2 separate regions of the Urocitellus parryii genome follow, and region 2 is linked to region 1. A link is a contact called in public Hi-C data. All regions are on one chromosome and are shown on one strand. The core of a region is the stretch at or near the end of the contact, and the rest is flanking DNA. Distances in the headings are between cores, read along the strand shown. Region 1 holds the start of LOC144256649. Region 2 holds the start of LOC113191210 (glutathione S-transferase alpha-3-like).

Region 1 (2,883 bases), core at 59-2,558:
GTAGGGTTAGACCTTAGGGATTGGGATGGAAATGGTACAGAATGTCATTTAAAATAAAAAATCCCAGCACTTCTCTCATTTCTACACCCACTTCCTAGGGTTTTATAATTCTTGTCCTCAAATAGATAGGAAGAGGTTTTTTGGTTTTTTTTTTTTGGTAAAGATTCTTTACCAAATTGTAGAGCTTTGTTCCGAAACTATTTCAAATGTGCATATTTATGCATATATTAACTCCTTGCACAGTTAGGCATATGGCTGAGGCACAAATTCTTCTTAATAATTCATATGTTGATACAAATTTAAAACTCATTTAAATTTTATATTCAGCATTGGCACCATTCACTATTGAGGCACACCCTGAAACCTTACTCACTAGGAAATGAAAACTGTAACTATCAAACTTCTAGTGCTGAAGGCCAAAAATAAATAAATAAATAATGAACATCAATACCTTAGAAAAATCCAGTCCGCTGGCAAAATTCAGGGTGGTATTCCCTCAGCCTAGCCCAGCTTTATAGCAAACGCAAAATTTTACTTAGTTATAAGTGGGAATGAATGTTCTTCTCAGCAGAATGATGCATTAAACTGCGTTCTACACAAGCTCTTACTGTTGTTGTCAAAGTTTAAAAGGCCAACGTTACAAAAGAAACAGTTATTCAGTCAAATCCTTCAGTCTCCTTCTCAAAACATCTACTCAGGTTAGTAAAACAGAAATCAGAGCAGAAAGAAATTCAGTGAAAAATGGTTGCAAATAAGTATGTGGGGGTTCTTGCTCAGACAGACCCCTTGCGGGACAGCCAAGGGCCTAGTTAAGAAAATTGCAAGACCAAGTCCTCAACATCCCCGGAGAGGCTTCAAGGGGGCCAAGATCTTCCCCCCTCTCTCAGAGGTAAAGGTAAACACACCCATCAAAATCTTCCAGACTCGGGAGTTTTCATGCCAGGAGAGAGACACCCATACAACCGCGGTTTCCGAGGAACCACAGCGGCTTAGCTTCTTCCTGCCCCCCAGGCTTCGCGGGGCCATCGACAGGGGACCTCGGCTGCCCCAGCCCACCCCCCACCCCGCCTGGCAGGGCGCGGGGTGCAGCCCCTCCATCCACGAGCCCCACTTACTGGTGCCGCGGACTCAGGCGGGGGCCCGCCCCTGCGGAGAGCGCAGCTCGTCGGCGAGTGGGGCGCCGCCGCCGGCCCGGGAACTGGAAAGCGGGGCGATGCCTGCTAGGATGGGCCGCAGGCTCCGCGCAGGGACGCCCGGCAGGTCCGGCGAGTCGCCCGGGCCGCGGGGCGCATGGCAGTGCAGCTGGAACCCGGCTGCTCTCCAGCCTCCTTCAGGAAAACAAACAAAAGGCAGGGTGGCTGCTAGTGAGGACGACCGGCCGCTTTCCCTGGGAAAAGTTACCCTGCAGCTCCCCTCGCTGGCCCTGCGCGTCCCTGCAGCGCGGCCAGTTCGCCCTGGGCCCCGCCGAGGAGGCTGAGAGCTCGGGGACCGATTGCCCAGAACCCGAAGTCCACCGACAGATCGGCTGTCAAGATTTAGAAATGGAGACTGTCGCTGCATGCTCTGAGCACCACTAATTAAAGGTAATCCGGCTGAAACATGTTCCTGGTTTTAAAATACATAAGCTGAGGTTACACGACATTGTGAGGGCAACCAGTGCCATTGAATTGTACCCTCCCAAATGTTTAAAACAGCAAATTTTGTTATATATATTTTATAATAGAAAAATGTTTAAAATAAAAACTCAACCAATTCACTGTAGCATTCCCTTGAATCTTTAAGAGTGTCTACAATACTAGCACCTTTAATTTAAAAGACTGAATTCCTTATCCAGGTTGGGAGGCTTAATACACGTCCTCTACATAATATTCGTTCTTTCTGTGCTAGTTATGTTTCATCTAACACATACGCCTTTTAAACATATTATCTTTTTCACAATTATATTATAGACTTTACCTTAAATCATAAGGCTTGGCTGTGAAGCACTTTATAAAAAGAAATTGCTTCCAGATCCCTCGTTTAAATTTACCTAACTGTTGCAAGCCTCTCAATCATTTTCAGGAGCAACCAGAATCACCTGGAGGGCTATTTAAAACAAATTTGAGGGACCTACACTTGGCTTTCTAGTGTTGATGTTGCTGGTCAGGGGAATCACACTTCCTTAAACAACACAATTTTAACTAACAAATCAGTAACTCTTCAACACATTGAAGATTTTCTCTGAGTTTAAATTTCCCAGTTCATCACTATATCCCTCCTCTTTCTCCTGTTGAAGAAACCTACTAGTTGGTTAAGAATCCTAAGGTTTCCTCTTCCAAGAGGTAAAGGGTCATCCTACTGGGCAAACGTATAACATTTATCTACCTTTTTGTTTACTTAGCAATTGCCAAACCATATGGCAAATGAAAATTGCAAATCATCATCAGTGAAAACATAGGGAGACAAGGAGTCTAATGAATCATATACTACTCCTATGAAAAACAATTTTTAAAATAACTAAAATGATTAGTTTTTAGTCTAATTGTCCAGGCAAATCTACCTCACAAATGGAATAAACTTTCTGGAAAAATTACAGCCCTGTAAATACAATATGACAAAATACAATCCTGTAATGAGGGCTATTTGATACAGTGGAACTGATCTAAATGAGAAAACTAATAGCTGTGAAGTATAACAGTATTTTAATAAAACGGGTATTCAACTTATCTTTATAAATATTTATTTTTATTATTTAATTACTTGCTAGAATAACAAAAACCATCTGTGCTAATTGACCAGACCACCTTAAACATGCAACACTTTTCAATAGTTCTCAAACTATTTGAAATCCCATTCTTCATTTGCAAAATTGATATTTAGAATTCAAGAGTCCCTTTAATCATT
Region 2 (2,937 bases), core at 211-2,710, 260 kb before region 1:
ACAACATCTTTGTTTGTATGTGAACCCCGGCCACACGCATGCCAGGCGAGTTCACTACCACTTGAGCCACATCCCCAGCCCCACCTCAGCCCTATTTTGAGACAGGGTCCTACTCAGTTACTTAGGGCCACACTAAGTTGCTGACATTGGCCTTGAACTTGCAATCCTCCTGCCTTAGTCTCCCCAGATGATTATAGGCATGCACCACCATTCCTGGCTTTAGCCAGCCTTGTTTTAACCAAGGCCTCTGAGACATCAGACACTATCCTTTCCAATCCCTCCTTCTCCCTAGTTAGGTGGTGGCCCAAGCACCTATATGGCTCTCAGGGCAGCTATGAAACAGGGCCCATCTGGTCTGGGGCCTTTGATTTATACACTGGGTGTAGAACCTAGGACAGAAGACAGGCAGCTGTGAATGCCTGTGGGCTCTGACCCCTTCCACAATGGCAGGCAGGCAGAACCCAGCCAGGGAGAATAAGCCCTATTTGTTTAGCTTTGCCTTGTAGCTGGAAGTCCAGGAGTTTCAGACACACACATGTCCCCAGATTTTACCATGGCCACCTGCCTAGACCTTAGAATCCAGAGGCTAAAAACTGAAGACACAGTTCAAAATAAGATATGTGCAGGGCTTTGGGATCTTACAACTTTAACTCACTGACAAATCAAGCAAGCATCAGAAATATCAAAGTAGCAACTGTTTTATCGCCTTACAACATTTAGCAGAGGCAATATAATCTGTTTTGACAGGCAGACCCAAGCAAAAATGTCCATTATATTTAAATACTGACAAATTTGAACTTTTTATTTTATTTTACTAACTATTTCAAAACTGCCTTTATTCACCAAAGATTTATTAACTCATATGAACAAAAGTGATTTGGATCAATCACTCTATATGAATTTTAAGAGGATAAGTTTTATTTATTATAAGTGCTGAGTTAATTTGCTTAAATTAATTAAAATACAGCATTTATATATCAGTGGTAGAAAAAATCACACATTTATAACATAAACATATATAGACACAAATGCATAAACAGAAATAGATTTTATAGTTTTTGTCTGTGAAACTCATAGTCATATCTAGGTCCTGTAATTTAAAATATATAAATTAGGCTTTGCAAACGAAATAAATTAAGATTAAGAAAAGTCTTTTAAAACTTTATTGGCTCAAATTTTAAATTGTGAAAGGAATGTGAAGGGAACTTTTAGAAGCATATTTTAGTTTTTCTTTCACTTTGTTTTTGAGCACGTAGTACAACTTAGCTCAGTTGAGAAAGCAGGAAACAACCACCACCACCACCAAAACAAGTTTCTTACCTCTCTTTTTTGAGCCAAAGGAATCTTCTGAGAAGAGGGATTTAAAGAATATCTAGGTAATTTTCTGGTCTTTATATTTGAAGGACAAGAAAGGCAGCAGGCTGCCCTGCCCAGAGGAGGGTGGGGTGAGGGGGTGGAAGGTGGAGGGAAGGGGAGGGGAGGAGGAGGGACAGAGCCAGGGAAGGAGGGGAAGAGAGCAAGCAAAAGGGAGTGAGAGAGTACACTCCAGTGTGGCAACGGAGCTGTCATAGGATTTTTTATTTTTTTAATTCAGTTGTTTGCTAGGTAACCTGAGAACTACTTTCTCTAAGAGAACCCATAGTTGATTCCCTTTATTTGCTTTTTAAAAAAATACCAGTGTATTTTATTTGGCTTTACTTTGCCTTTCCAATTGAAAGCACACATAGATTAATTTGGGGGTGTCAAAAGATCCCCAATTTTGTATCAAATAATGCAGCTTGTAGTAATGTGTGATAGGAGCCACAAGAAACTGGTACATTCTTTTCCCACTTTTCTCCCACTAACATGGGATTATTTTGAAACCAATGACAGACACCATATCACTTTGCATATGCTGGCATTTATGTCTAACAGGTCAGGAGTCTTTACTAAATGTAATCACACTATTCTCCTACCATGCCCACATTTGATTCCTTAAATTCAGCAACTATTTAGCATTCAGATTTCTCCAGTTGTTCCATAGGATTTATTTAAAGTTGGATTATTCACACTAAGACCCAAGCAAGGTCCACATAAGGCATTTGAGTAACAAGGATAAATGTATTTGTAGATGTGACTAAATGAACACAGAGAGTCAGGCAGAAGGTATGGGGATGTGTGAGGAGTTCTCAAAGCCCAGAGTGAGGAGGTGCCAGGTGTAGAGGCACTGGAAGGGACAAAAGTTGACCTGGAACAGAGGATGGCTCTGTTCTGTTCTTTGTTATTTCTCCACCTATTAAAAACCACACTGAAGAATCCATAGTAGACCTAGAGCTCTTCAGATGCATGTAAGGAAAAAAAAAAGCATGTTTATTATCATGAATAAAATGGTTCCAAATGAAAAGAAAACTTCATCATATCTTTACTCAGAAAAGTTTCAAAAAACACAAAGAACTTTTTTTCCTGTGCAAACCTGAGACTGTCACTCTTGACTCTGTGACAGACTGTGTCACAGATAAATAGGAGTGTTCCTGGGCAAGATCAAACAGGCCACATCATCTACCTTCTTCTCTAGAATTTGACTTTTTAGGGGTACTGGGGATTTAACCCGGTACCACTGAGCCTCACCCCAGCCCTTTTTTAATTTTTATTTTGAGACAGGGTCTCACTAACTTGCTGTGGGCAACACCATGTCTCCATCTGCCCCACACTTTAAAAGGGAGCACTCAGGAAATGTCAGGATGTTCTTCTTCTTCTTCTTCCCTTCCCCCTTCCTGTCCCCTCCCCCTCCACTCTCCCCTCCCCCTCCACTCTCCCCTCCCCACCCCCTTTTCCCTCCTCTTCCTCCTCCTTCTCCTATTTCATCTTCTTCCTCTCTCTCTCCAGTCTCCTTGGGTAGTGACCACCTTCATGGCTGCACACTTCTCCCCTGAGGAGACATTTCAGTGTCTGTTTCTC

The links. A called contact is a pair of places that touch in the nucleus more often than the background predicts.
Region 2: a contact with region 1 is called in a Hi-C map of muscle, with 2.9 times the contacts expected there. The contact joins the promoter of LOC113191210 here to the promoter of LOC144256649 in region 1. A contact is called at or near these places in 2 of 2 Hi-C or Micro-C datasets (liver and muscle).

Annotation. Positions count from the first base shown.
Region 1 is chr8:98,727,096-98,729,978 of mUroPar1.hap1, reverse strand. LOC144256649 reads right to left here and starts at 1,308. Exons shown (of 2, transcript XM_077802013.1): 1 at 1,116-1,308.
Region 2 is chr8:98,985,416-98,988,352 of mUroPar1.hap1, reverse strand. It overlaps LOC113191210 (glutathione S-transferase alpha-3-like), which reads right to left and starts at 1,460. Exons shown (of 7, transcript XM_026400881.2): 1 at 1,321-1,460.